Regions from separate parts of the Drosophila melanogaster genome. Here region 2 is linked to region 1. A link is a contact called in public Hi-C data. All regions are on one chromosome and are shown on one strand. Each heading gives the region's core, a stretch centred on a gene start, on an enhancer-like site or on the middle of the called end of the contact. The rest is flanking DNA. Distances are from core to core; before and after follow the strand shown.

The links. Hi-C and Micro-C count contacts between places; a contact is called where the count stands out from the background.
Region 2: a Hi-C map of the Kc167 cell line shows a contact between it and region 1, with 2.9 times the contacts expected there. The contact joins the promoter of SelR here to the promoter of CG8032 in region 1. A contact is called at or near these places in 11 of 107 Hi-C or Micro-C datasets (the Kc167 cell line, brain, embryo and 2 more).

What each region holds. Positions count from the first base shown.
Region 1 is chr3R:8,657,979-8,665,422 of dm6, reverse strand. CG8032 reads right to left here and starts at 1,308. Exons shown (of 5, transcript NM_001275451.2): 1 at 674-1,308. The coding sequence starts at 940. p (pink) reads left to right here. Exons shown (of 4, transcript NM_001316526.1): 2 at 1,520-1,780; 3 at 1,863-2,363; 4 at 2,442-4,520. The coding sequence starts at 1,697. The coding sequence ends at 4,337. It overlaps bel (belle), which reads left to right and starts at 4,662. Exons shown (of 4, transcript NM_001275450.1): 1 at 4,662-5,460; 2 at 7,036-7,408. The coding sequence starts at 5,416.
Region 2 is chr3R:10,865,110-10,872,207 of dm6, reverse strand. It overlaps SelR (Selenoprotein R), which reads left to right and starts at 3,566. Exons shown (of 4, transcript NM_206473.4): 1 at 3,566-3,769; 2 at 5,248-5,399; 3 at 5,515-5,679. The coding sequence starts at 5,288. It overlaps Tsp86D (Tetraspanin 86D), which reads right to left and starts at 3,500. Exons shown (of 2, transcript NM_079585.5): 1 at 2,623-3,500; 2 at 1,653-2,565. The coding sequence starts at 3,175. The coding sequence ends at 2,243. It overlaps Fdh (Formaldehyde dehydrogenase), which reads left to right. Exons shown (of 3, transcript NM_079586.4): 2 at 23-112; 3 at 183-1,302. The coding sequence ends at 1,211.

The DNA.
Region 1 (7,444 bases), core at 59-2,558:
TGTTTAAATAGGAACATCTCAGATAAGTAGGCAAAGCTTAACATTTAACTTTCTAGTATAAAAAAGATAAGAACTGACCTATATTAGATAATTTAGGGGCGTAATTAGTACATGTGAAGTGAAACAATGTGGAAAACTGGAAAAATAATAAATTTTTCAGTCCCATAACTAAGACTACGTGATCGTTAGCCCGCAAACCCGTGAGTTTTTCAGGGCATTGCACTAGATACGTCATCATTGGCTTAATTCAGAAAACCCCTATCTAATCTGACAAACGTTGCCGAAGAAAGTTGTATAACAAATTTCTTGATAAGGTGCCGCCAAACCGATCAAAACTATGCTAATGAACGGAATGAAAATCGTGAGTAAGATTCACGACAGATGCAATTACATTAATTACCCCCATGTAAGCATATGTAACAAATAAAGCTAACAATAGGCAAATAGAGGGAACAGGAACATGTATAAAAATAGCTTTAATGAAAAGCGTGAACAGCTGACCGACTGCGCAGTCCGTGGAAAAATCTATAATCAACTGGCTGGGGCGAAGAATGTGTTACAACATGCTCGTGGTTTTTCCGAGTCGGAAGTGTTTTTCCTTTAATACCATATGGTCGCCTATGATGGTTTGTTTTGGTTTTTGGACTTGAGGGGGTTATATAACAAATGGTACCTTCTGATTATTGCTGAGCGGTATGGACACAATGCGTCCGCCCACCCGGCCCCGTGCCTCCAGAATAAGGAAATCGTCACAGCCGTTTTGCAAAAGGTGATTTGCAGCCGATAGGCCAGCCATTCCAGCTCCAATGATCACGATCTTAACGTTGGTATTATTCCCTGAAGTTTGCGGCTGATCCCCGGCTCCAGCAGACCCAATATTGGCCATACCCTCCTCCGTGGGCGAGGGAGCGGGTGTTACGGGCTCCTCCTTGTCGCCCATTGCTACACTTTGGCTTCTATGTACATAAGCGTTTTAATTGCGGATACCCGGTGTTTATTTGTTATTTTTCTAGTATCTTTCACGCCGCATTTCAATTTTTCTGCAGGTTTTTTCGCTTGGCGAGTCGCGCGACTGTTTTGACGTTTACTTGACAGTAGGTTTATGGGTTGGGGGAGGTAGCAGCGAACAGCTGTTCGGCTGGGTGGTAAATATCCAATTTTTTTTAGTAAACATTGTGTAATAATAGTTTTATTTTTATGTATGGGAGTTTGATAAGCGATTTTTTCAGAAAAACGTATTTTAATTGAAAGTTTGAAGGATAAGTTTTACGACAGCTGCTGGTCGCAGTATTGCCAGACTTGAAGCTTATAAGGGTAAACAAGCCAGCTGTCATTTTACAGCACTAAATGTATCGATACTTTAACGTCTGTGATTTCATGAAACTTTTGATTTTAATATACATTTCAAATTGAAGATTTGAATTGTTTTAATTAAGACACTAACAAGTTTATTACAAAGTATTTGAAATAAAAAGTAATCGCTCTAATCACACTCCACTTGTTATCGACCACCTGCCAGCACTAACAGAGCTGCCAGACAGTTCCAACGACCTATGTACACGAATTACTCGTCGCGCTGATAAAAACATAATTTTTGTAAATAAATGCATGCGATGTGCAATGCAATAACGTAATCGCGATTTCAAAGCGAGCTATGTGATTAACGAACGCTTCGGACAACGAAAAAGCCCACAAGATGGCCGACGCCTACTGCCTGACGAACTTTATTGATTTTTCGCTGTCGCTGTCGCTGCCGCTGAAACACCACAATCGCATCAAGGTGAGAGCAAGTCAATCCAATTGAGTCTCACCCGCAATTTGATAGCAGACCATTCACTAATGCACGCCCTTCCTCCCTTCAGTACACCTGCTTCGACATCTCCGACAGCTATATCATTTTCGGTGCCTCATCCGGATCGCTGTATCTGTTCAATCGGAACGGCAAGTTTCTGCTCTTGATACCAAACAAGCATGGAGCGATCACCAGCCTCAGCATATCGGCAAATAGCAAATATGTGGCTTTTGCAACGCAACGTTCGCTCATCTGTGTTTATGCCGTGAATTTGTCCGCGCAGGCCACGCCGCAGGTGATCTTTACGCACCTGGACCAGTCGGTGCAGGTTACATGCATCCACTGGACGCAGGACGAGAAGCAGTTCTACTATGGCGACTCTCGCGGACAAGTCAGCCTCGTGCTGCTCTCCTCGTTCATCGGACACAGTCTGCTGTTCAACATGACAGTGCATCCGCTGCTCTACCTGGACTCTCCGATCGTCCAAATTGATGATTTTGAGTACCTGCTGCTGGTGTCCAATTGCACCAAGTGCATTCTGTGCAACACTGAGTACGAGGATTACAAACAAGTGCGTTTGTGCGCTGGTGGCTAAGCCAATCTGATCACATACAATCGATAAACTTTTACCTCATGTCATATTTTTCAGATTGGTAACCGTCCGCGGGATGGAGCCTTTGGCGCCTGCTTTTTCGTCTCGCCGCAGGAGTCTTTGCAGCCATCTCGTATCTACTGCGCCCGACCAGGCAGTCGCGTGTGGGAGGTGGACTTTGAGGGCGAGGTGATACAGACGCACCAGTTCAAGACGGCCCTAGCCACCGCACCGGCAAGGATTCAGCGACCTGGTAGCGGAACAGACGAACTGGACGCCAATGCCGAGCTGCTGGACTATCAGCCGCAGAATCTGCAGTTCGCAAAGGTACAAAGGTTGAACGATGACTTTCTGCTGGCCTTTACAGAGCTGGGACTATATATATTTGATATTCGACGATCGGCGGTGGTGCTGTGGTCCAATCAGTTCGAGAGAATCGCCGACTGCCGCTCCTCGGGATCGGAGATCTTTGTGTTTACGCAGTCTGGCGCACTTTATAGTGTCCAGCTGCAGACGCTGCAATCCCACGCAGTTTCTCTTATACAACAATCCAAATTGCTGCCTTGCGCAAATCTACTACGCCAGCATGTCCGATATTTTGCGGACAAGGCTCGCGAGGATTACGAACTTAAACAGCTCAATCCGCTGAAACAACTACTCATCGAGCGGCAGGAGTACGAGCTGTTGAACGATATATCCGTGATATTTGATGCCATAACTCAGTGCACAGGCAGTGCTTTGGATACGCACAGCTCGGGAGGCAGTTCAGCCACCACTGAACGCAGTTTGAGCGGCGGAAGTTCATCGAGAGCTCCGCCGAAGGGAGTGTACGTGCTGGAAAACGCATTCTGCGACAACTTGAAGCAGCCTCTCAAAACGGGACACTTCAAGGATGCGCTGCTGACGGTAACTGGTAAATTCGGCAAGAACATCATAAAATACAAGTTCAATATTTTTGCCGAGGAACAGCAGCAGTTGGTCAGGGAACTAATTCCAGCCAGCGAGCGTTCTCTGCCGTTCAAGGACATCAAAGCACGCTACGAGTCGGGAAGCGAGGATCAGGAGGAGGAAATTGTTAGGCGCTGTAAGAAACCGGCTCCCCAGGTTCCCCACATCAGTCCCGAGGAGAAGACTCTTTACAACCTCTACCTGATCGCCAAGAGCGCCAAGTTTAGCCGGACGCAGTGCGTCGATCGTTATCGCGCTGTCTTCGACGAGTATGCAGCTGGCGAGCTGGTGAATCTGCTCGAGAAACTAGCCCAGGTGATGGTAGAGCATGGGGATACGCCTGACCAAGCGCAACGCAATTGCTACGAGATGTATTTCGATTACCTGGATCCGGAGATGATCTGGGAAGTGGACGACGCTACGCGGGATCACATAGCTGCCGGATTTGTGCTGCTAAATACTTCGCAAAATGCGGAGATTGTCAAGTGTGAGCATTGCTCGTTCCCCCTTCGCTTCGATACCTCCTGCCAGTATCATGAGCTTGGAGCAGTGCTCCTGCGATACTTCTGGTCCCGTGGCGAGCAACTGAAGTGCTTTGATGTTGTTCAATCAGTGCCGGCACTATTAGACGTCTTAGCTAAATTTTACCTAGCCGAACAGAATCTCACCAAAGTGGTGGCCATCGTCCTCAACTACGGACTCCCCGAACTTCTGGCTGACGTGGGCAAACAACTGAGCGTGAGCGCATGGGGCCGCTGCTTCGAACAGTTCGTGGAACTGCAACGCGGCGGACGACTGGTGTGCGCCAACTGCGAGTGCATATCTGGCGTGGAACAGGAACAGTTGGGACGCCACTTCTTCTACAACTGGAACTGTTTCCTCAACATCGCTCTGGATCACATGTCCGCCGGGGACACGCTGGCGCTGATCTTCAAGTGGAGCTCATACATTCCAAACGACGCTATCGACCGGGAGTTCTACTCCCGCTGCCTGCTCAAGGGCTGAACGATATGAAAATTATTATTATATACATATATACGATACTTTATAGCCATATTTATTGTTCCACTAACTAATCTCAAGCTAAGGCCAATACCAAAAGCATTTATTCTATATAAACATGTACATTCACAATATGTATATTCTGAAGACGAAAGTGAATGAATATATTCCAGAGTTCGAAACTTCGAATTTTAGTTTTCTTTAACAGACTTGGAGGGAACTTGAGTATGGAATTGTTTGGAAATTTTTAATACCTATTTTACGGCAATCACATATATATACTAAATTTCAAATTTAATTTGAATTTCTTTGACTTTTGCTTCAAATAACGAAATGGGGTACAGCGGCTGACGCCTTATAAACAACTATTCCTAAACATAAACACAAACATTTTTGGCCTTTAAGAAACAAAATTTAACTGCCCAGCCTCATTTCTCTTCCATTCAAAAAACAACAACAGCCTAGAAGGGATCGACGCGCCGAAAAAGCAAAAGTGAAAAAATTCAATTTGAATTTCATAGACCGCGAGACGAGGATATAGATCTGGCAACGCCCTTGCCGGAGTCTTTGCCAGTAACCGCCGCCGAGAGCCCAGGTTGGAGTCTCTGCTCTACCTCCACCGACCGCATCTATCGATTCCTCATCGATATACGTGCTAAAGCAGCCCTGATTTTTTAGACACGCGTCTGAAAGCGGAAAAAAACGTGAACTCGTCGGAGAAGCAGCATTTTCCAAGCCCATAGCGCTTGTAATTGTAATTGTTGGCACAAGCAGGCCAGCCAAATCCGATACGGAAACGTCTCAGTTTCAAGCCGAACAAAGGGAATTGTGTGCGAGGAACGAAAAGAACCCTGAAATTTCACACGAGAACGCAGTAGCTTGTGGAACGTAAGAAGTTTTTTGTCGGAAAAACTAAGGAAAAACGTATAGACACAAAGTGCAACACCAACACAACGATCGTATACATTTTTTTGTCGCAAATTGCAAGTGTGCATTCAAAAAAAAAAATTCAAAGCGTAACCATTGCAAAATTTTCCTAAACGGAAAGCAAGAAAAAAAAAGCAACTGATTGGAGGATAATATGAGTAATGCTATTAACCAAAATGGCACAGGTCTAGAGCAGCAAGTAAGTAGCGTTTTTAACTGCTGAAAATACCATTTACCATCTATATAAGAATGGAACACGCATGTGTATGCGGTGGCTGTGTGTGTGTGTTCGTGATGCTCATGCGGCTATTTGAAAAAGTTCGCCTAGAAATTTATTGATTTCATAACACACTAATGTCTCTATCGCTCGTTTTACAACGGTGAATTGTGTCGGTGTCAATGGCTTGCATATATGTGCGTGTGTGTGTGCGCCTGGGTCCCTCTTCGTCATTCCAATTTGTAATTTCTTTTGTATAATTTTTGCTCGCTTGCCTCCAATTTGACATGTATAATATATACATATGAAAGTTTCCATTCGGCCTCTCACGTTGAGTGTGTCGTGTGTGCGAGCAGTGCCGCTGTTCTAAGGCTGGTCGTGTGTGTGTGTTATATCTCGCTCTCTCTCGCTTGCTCACACATGTGGAAGCTGTTGTAAATAGGGTTGCCAGGAGTAAGCGATCTGGTGATTAATTTCAAGGGTGATTTGGCAAAAAAAAATGGAAGAAAAGCAAAGCATGTAATCTACATACACTATTTTAACAAGCCTTTGTTAGGTCCTTAAAAAGAATTAAACTTTATTAGAGATGTGAAATAAACAAACGTTAATGCTTTCAAATGGAAATAGTTTAGTTAAATACTACTATTTCTGTATGCCTCAAATGCACGCAATGAATCTAGCAACGATCTAGCCGTTAAGTGACGCCCCACAAAATCTGCGAATTACATATTTAGCTGCCTTTGTTAATTAATATAAATGAAGAAGGCAAAATATTGAATATTACAAGATATACGGGAATAATAATCATTGTATACATTTAAACTAGTTCTTGAAAGAGTTCCCTTGCTTTCATCACCATTCTGTCCACTTGGGTCCCGCAACCGGGCTTTGTGTTTTGCCCCTACGGTGCGATTTGTTTTCCCATGTGTGGGTGGCTCGTTCACGTGTTGTTTTTGTTGGGTTACCAGGCGGACTCTCTTTGTGTAATAGCTTGCCTGCGAGTGCGAGAGAGACGCTTACAGGGAGAGCACTAAATTCGAAGCTTTAAACTAGTTGCGCCTCTCTCTATCTGTGTATTCCGGAGATTTGCACGTACATACATATGTATCTATGTATATATACACGTTGCGTTGCTAAGAGGAAGAGCGGTAAATAGCACATGTTGCTAAGCGGGAACGAATTCATTTTGGCAGTTCTGGAGAAAATTTCCCCGGCGAATCTTTTGCCAAACTGTTGAACTTGATTCTTGAACTGGTGCCGGCTAACTTACAGGCAACATATGTTAATTGGCCATGTGTACTATAAATCAATTGTATTAGTGGAGCAAAGATTATTTGTGTAGCTTAGTTTTGCATTGCTGGTATAGATCTTATCATTAAATGCACTGTGTTCCCGTAAACTTGGTATATAACAAAGAAAAGTAATCTTAAACCAATGATTAAGTACAAAAAAAATAGAACAAAACCTATAATTTAAGTGTTAGGAAACCACATTTGATGCCACATTTTTTGCACAAGTTCTGAAGAAGACTAACCATTTAATCTTTATCACTTGCAGGTTGCTGGTCTGGACTTGAATGGCGGCTCTGCTGACTACAGCGGCCCCATAACCAGCAAGACTTCCACTAACTCGGTCACCGGTGGTGTGTATGTGCCCCCGCACCTTCGTGGTGGTGGTGGCAATAACAACGCAGCGGACGCAGAGAGCCAGGGCCAAGGACAGGGCCAGGGTCAGGGCTTCGACTCCAGATCCGGGAATCCGCGCCAGGAGACTAGGGACCCTCAACAGTCGCGCGGAGGCGGAGGCGAATACCGCAGAGGCGGCGGCGGTGGTGGTCGCGGCTTCAATCGCCAGAGCGGCGACTACGGTTACGGAAGCGGCGGCGGAGGACGACGTGGAGGCGGTGGACGTTTCGAGGACAACTACAACGGTGGGTACTATTGGCTAACAGGTGGTCTATTCACTA
Region 2 (7,098 bases), core at 2,317-4,816, 2.2 Mb before region 1:
GTCAATCAACAATCAATCACAGGTTATCACATGCAAGGCCGCCGTCGCTTGGGAGGCAAAGAAACCGCTGGTCATCGAGGATATCGAGGTGGCGCCGCCCAAGGCTCATGAGGTTAGTTCAGTTCGGAATGTGTCAAATGTGACAGATTTAACTAATTACCATGATGGCATGACTTCAAAAGGTGCGCATCAAGATCACGGCCACGGGCGTCTGCCACACGGATGCCTTCACCCTGAGCGGTGCCGATCCGGAGGGCCTGTTCCCAGTGGTGTTGGGACATGAGGGCGCCGGCATCGTGGAGAGCGTCGGCGAGGGCGTGACCAACTTCAAGGCTGGCGACCATGTCATCGCTCTCTACATCCCCCAGTGCAACGAGTGCAAGTTCTGCAAGAGCGGCAAGACGAATCTCTGCCAAAAGATCCGACTTACCCAGGGCGCTGGAGTCATGCCCGAGGGCACCTCCCGTCTCAGCTGCAAGGGACAGCAGTTGTTCCACTTCATGGGCACCTCCACCTTCGCAGAGTACACCGTGGTGGCCGACATTTCGCTGACAAAGATCAACGAAAAGGCGCCGCTGGAGAAAGTCTGCCTGCTGGGGTGCGGCATTTCCACAGGCTACGGAGCCGCCCTCAACACTGCCAAGGTGGAAGCCGGTAGCACCTGCGCTGTTTGGGGCTTGGGAGCTGTGGGCTTGGCCGTGGGTTTGGGCTGCAAGAAGGCTGGTGCCGGCAAGATCTACGGCATTGACATCAATCCCGACAAGTTTGAGCTGGCCAAGAAGTTCGGATTCACCGACTTTGTCAACCCCAAGGATGTGGCCGACAAGGGTTCGATCCAGAACTACCTGATCGATCTGACCGATGGTGGATTCGATTACACCTTCGAATGCATTGGCAATGTGAACACCATGCGCTCCGCTTTGGAGGCCACACACAAGGGTTGGGGCACTTCGGTGGTGATCGGAGTGGCCGGTGCTGGACAGGAGATTTCCACGCGACCCTTCCAGCTGGTCGTGGGTCGCGTGTGGAAGGGTTCCGCCTTCGGAGGCTGGCGCTCCGTTTCCGATGTTCCCAAATTGGTGGAGGACTACCTGAAGAAGGATCTGCTGGTGGACGAGTTCATCACCCACGAGCTGCCGCTGTCGCAGATCAACGAGGCATTCGATCTGATGCACAAGGGCGAGAGTATCCGATCCATTATTAAGTACTAAGCATGAGATAACAATTCTTTGCTTTTCACTTTTTATACAAGTTGGCAATCGCATGCGATTGCTTAAAATAATAAACTCCCAGTGTATATGTACATAAGAGTATCTTCATTGGGGGTCGGATTACTGTCCCTCTCGCGCTTACTCCTCATAATTGCTTGGATTTGCTTATCTGCACTGCCCCACTAAATCTCGAAGTTCAACAACTTGGAATTGTTCGAGATTGCGGTTACTTAATACGTATGTATATTTCAAGAATTTCGCAACATTGTTATAGATTGATAGAGTTATCTGATGACCCAAACTAAACTCACTGCCGGACATCCCCTAAGGCCCCGAAAGTTGTAGATTAAAGGTCAATCGTAAGAACAAGATTGGAATAACCAAGTGGAGCGATAAGACAGGTACTTTGTGCTGTTTTCACCATATGAAAAAGTCACGATTACACGTATAGAATGCCTGTATTTAAATACGCACTACAACAACGTTTGCAGACAAACACGCGTACAGATACTTAAAAATGATAATAAGTCTATGTATCTAGTATGTTTTTCAATTTAACAAACATGCATGCAGTTTTGGTTTCGTCGTTACATATAAATCTCATTTTAAATGCATATTTCTTATGGAACTCGCTAGCTTATACACAAGTGTCTTTTAAATAGTCTGATATTGCATACGTATAAGAGTAAAACTTTAGATGTGTTCGACTTTACTTGTGACTAAGAATGCGCTGACGTTTAAAAAACATACAGAGCAAACGAACACAAAGGAGTATAAATACTTTTTCCTAAGCCTAGGAGAGTATGAGAATACTATTGAAATACTATTATCGCGGGACATTAGAACTTAAATCTATCGAAAACACAAGAGATGGTATATAGGGAGCTATGGATTATTCTAGGAGTGGGATTCGGTTTGAAATTATTTGAGCACGGGCAGGACCAAAAAAGTCCGCCTCACATCCGCGAATTGTAATACGGGTCGTCTTCGCATGGCGGATATCCGTAGAGATACGGATGGTGGCATTGCACTCACGACCAGCGCGACTTCTGCAGGTCGATCTGTCCCTCCAGGGTCTTGGCCAAATAGATGACGAACAACTGCAGCAAGGCTATGCCCAGGGCAACGCCGGCAATCACATACAGATTCCTCTCGACCCATACTCGCACGATCTCGATGCAGCCGCTGGTCCAGATGCGCTTGCTGGCGGCGGCCACTGAACGCACCTGCACGCCATAGCCACACATGATGTTCACTAGGCCGGAGCTGATATCGGTGGCATTAATACAGCAGCTGTAGGGCACTCCACATCTCTCCACCGACGGCGATGAGCAGTTGAAGTACTCGTTCTTGCCTGTATGCATACGGACATGGAATTAATTCGTTTGTGGCTTATGAATCAAATACTCACTCCAATCCTGGTAGCCGGCGTTGCTCAGGCCGCAGCAGTTAAACTCCTGCTGGGCAAAGTCGATGAAGTTTTGCAAGTCGGAGTCGTCACGGTACGAGTGGATGATTTTGTCCGTGAACTGGTACTCGAGGAACGAGTTCATGTACTGCGGGAAAACGAAGCAGATGATGGCCAGCGACATCTCCAGTATGAAGAAGAGAAGCAGGCACATGGAGTACAGCTTTAGCAGCCAGGTGTTCTCGCGCAGCGCACCCAAACAGCCGGCGAAGCTGACCGTGAAGACGATGACTCCGGCGATGATCATCACCAGGGAGATGTTGAAGATCACATCGTAGATGGTGTCCAAGCGCAGCCAGCCATTGCCGTCCATCAGTTTGTCCATGAAGGCGTACACGCCGATGGCCAGGAGCAGGCCGCCGAAGAGCCAGAAGAGGAAGTTTAGCAGGAAGATCATGTACTTGACGCAAGAGGAAACGTAGCTGAAGTGGTGCGGATAGGTGGAGATCCGCGGGTGCATGTAGTTGCCCCCCTGATGGTATCTGTGATTGCTCATGGCCACGCGAATGTGCAAGTCGTGTTTTCAGCCGAGTATTTCGATGAGTATTACTTTTCCTGGTATTTTTGCCCAGGTTTCCTCCCCCACGGTTTTTTCTTTTTGTTGACGCCCTCTTTGCGTGTGGTCTCTTCAGCGGCCTGCACGGCTGTTTTGCTATAGTTTCGCAGTGCGTCAGTGGTGGACTGTCTAACTCTGGTGTTTCCCCGCAGCGAATATGATGAATTAACGCACTAGCTTAAATTTTATGACTGATAAGCAAATTTATGGAGCCACTAAAAATAACAAAGTGCCCGGCGTTGCCAGACGTGCTGTCCAATTAGGCAGCAGTTGGCAGCGCGGCCAGTCAGCTGTTCGCGTGACCGTACTGCCTTTGTTGCCTATCATCCAGCATTCGATTGGCAACGCGAGCCAGCCAGGTGTTTGATTTTCATCGCGTGCAGCTGTTTTCCCAAGCAGCTTTTTTTGTATTAGTTTTTAATTTTCCACCGCTGCGTAACATTGCGACGCACGCTTGTTTTCGCCCGCGTTTGGCGCATTCATAAACAAAAGGCCAAAAATAGAATCAGCACCATTTAGAGCGCTATTCAGCAGGTGAGTAGTTTTCCAGCTTAGAGAAAACCCAAGGACGCACCATTTAAGTGTGGGAAAATTAAGTGTTTTTTCTTTTCGGTTCTCCGCTGGTGACATTGAAGCACAATTGCGAGCGCATTTTCCCTAATTGAGTTGCGACTTTCTCTGCACTGCGCTTTCTCCTCGCCAAGCGTTCAAAAGCAGAAAAGCGCACGAAAATAGAACGGAAAATGTGGGAAATGTGGTAGACGGAAGTGGCAACGCGAATTGCATAAATATTAGTTAGTACGCGTGGGCAGTGCGCAGTGGACAAAACATTGACTTTTCCTCCTTGCTCTGCTCATTTTCCCCCTGTTGCTGTGCTGATTAAATAACCAGGCAGTGCCAAGTGCAGTTGTCACCTGAAATTAGCCACATAATGTTTGCACTTTCTGCTCGCCACGCACTGCGGCGCACTCGAATATTCGCCATTCCACGCTTTTTCGCAGGTGAGTTGCACTAAAAAGTCGCAGGTATAGTTTGTAATACCTGTGGGCGTGTCAGCCCATGCTCATCGATTGGCCATCGGCTAATTTTAGACACAATTTGAGTTGATTTTTTTATACATTTGCATTCTATATGAACGCAATTTAGCCGCTATTTTCTGACTTTGCTCGCAATGAATTCATTGTCTTCAATTGCCCGCGACACACTTGGCTGGCTTTTCTATTGTTGCACTCGGAAAAACCGAAAATAAAAGGTGACTGCTCCACCTACGCTATTCGATTTTCGGTTTTTTTTTCGGCTTTTCCTTCGCCTTCGTTTGCTTTGGGCGCCACTCCGTTTGATTGACGGCGGGCAAGCAGCATAAAAAGCCATAAAACTATTTTTGGCCCAATGCGTTTCTCCACTCCATTTGTTGGCCGCACTTAACAAATCTGTTTACACCTTCATTAATTAGCAGGCAAGTTTGTATACAAAATTGGTGTTACTAATTCCCTGGATGCACAACTTTGATTTTGAGTTTTCAAGATTGTTAACAAATTGTTTAAGAAAATGATAAGTATTTTCTATATTTTGTACGCTATATATAGCTTTTGTTTAATATTGGAATAAGAATATTTATGTATATATTTCCTTATCAAATTGGGTTCCAAAAATGCCAAAAATTTTCTTCATATAATTCATTTTCATAAATGGTATGGTATCGTTTGTATGAGAAAACAAGATGATTATGAGTTTCGAGAAAGTATTTTCAGCAACTCATGGCTGATAGTAGTAAGCTTCTTATCGTCAGATGGCCGCATTCAAATAAGCGAGTTGAGATTGCCCAAGGTTTCGTTGAAAGTCCCACCGATAAGTGGGCAGATTATGAGGGAAATCTTACAGAAGCTTGACGAAATCCCCTACTCAGTTTCCATTACCCAACTGCTGGCGAACCGAAAAGCACACTCAAACCGACCCGACCGCAAATCAAATACCAAAGTATTGTATTGCATTCCAGATTCACGCCAAGACAGCGACAATCCGGACAAAAGGTATTCCGGACCAGCAGCGACTATGGATAACAAGAGCGAGAAGGTTACGGTGAACAAGGAGGAGCTGCGCAAGCGCCTGACCCCGGTGCAGTATCAGGTTACCCAGGAGGCGGGCACCGAGCGACCCTTCACAGGTGAGTCTCTCCTAACAAAACATGCAGCCATAAGCCATTATCAAGATGGAACGCCACCCCTCGAACAAAGTGCATTCAATTCTGATTCCCAAATGATGGAATGCAATGTCCACAGGTTGCTACAACAAACACTACGAGAAGGGCGTGTACCAGTGCATCGTGTGCCACCAGGATCTGTTCAGCTCGGAGACCAAGTACGACTCGGGATGCGGATGGCCGGCCTTCAACGATGTCCTAGACAAGGGCAAGGTCACGCTGCACCGCGATGCCAGCATACCAGGTGCGTATTGGCCAGGCGGCCCACTTTTGGCCAAGACCTTGCTCGGCACTTTTAGCTGTTGATTATTGCAAAGCGTTTTGAGTTATGTTTTTATTTGAGTTGCTGTTCCGTTGCCGCACCCAAGAGTTGAGAATTTCATTTGCGTTTATCCACCTAGGAGACAATATAACCCAGACTAGAGTAATTATTCGCCTAGTTGTCATGTGTGAATAAGAGCAATCATAAGATTACCAAGTTTATAAAGAAGCCTTGATAACGATTAATTGTAGAGTTATATAAGCATATAAACATATACATATGTATATTTCATATTTTGGTATGACCTTCAGCTTGATTGTTTTCCATTTCTAAAGAAAATGGTGTGCATAAGTCATTGTAAAGAAATAAAATCATAAAGTGAGATGTTTATAAGAAGAGGCTTATTAGTTAATGGCTTAATTAAACCTTATAAACCCATTAGCTAATATTATTCATTTAAAGTCTGTGCTGTTTGTGTTGCCTTGTTTGTTGCTTTGTTTCGTGTTTAAAATCTGATCTTGAACCCGACCCCAAAACTGTTCCACTGCCCAGAGTTCACTGTAGTTGTGCCGTTGGCCTTGCCATTGTTGTGTTACTGTGTTTAGTCTTGTGCCGGTGATTTGTGACTAGTGAGTGTTCCTGCTGCCGTTGCAGCACCTGAATGTGCAACAAAGCGAGAAGAAGCGACTAAAATTGATTCCTAACCGAGTATTGTGTTCTCTTATCCCACTCTTCTATCCCGCCTGACTTTCTCAACATTTCTTTCTTTCTAAAAAAAAACCACATGAAATACAACTAATGCCATATCGATTCCACCCGAATATCACCCACGAGTATCACTTGTAAACCGATTAAACCAACAGTAGTCATTTCGAAAACGCTAGGCATGGTGCGCACCGAGGTGCGCTGCTCCCGATGCTCCGCCCATATGGGCCACGTCTTCGATGATGGACCGCCGCCCAAGCATCGACGCTTCTGCATCAATTCCGCGTCCATCGATTTCGTGAAGAGTGCGACGCCATCGAAGGCGGATCCATCGACGGCCTCGTCCAAGAAATAATGACCGATCTGCCTGCTAACCACAAGGAATACCATTACACCCGGAGGAGTAGCCCCATATAGACCAGCGGTAGATGCTACTCCGGGTCTATAGAGGGCTGCAGGTCCAGCAAAGAAAGATATTTAGCTATTTTATAGGCGTTTATTATGCAAAACTGTTTAACGAACAAAAAAAAACATAGCTTATACACAAGAACGATGTTTGAAAATGTATTGCGGAACGAGGAGTGAGAGTTTAGTATTGTAGTTCAGCCCAGCAGATTCCATTTGCTATATACTTTTCCTACTTTTACCCTATGTATGTTTCGGTTTCAAATCTCTATCTCTATATTATAACTTTAT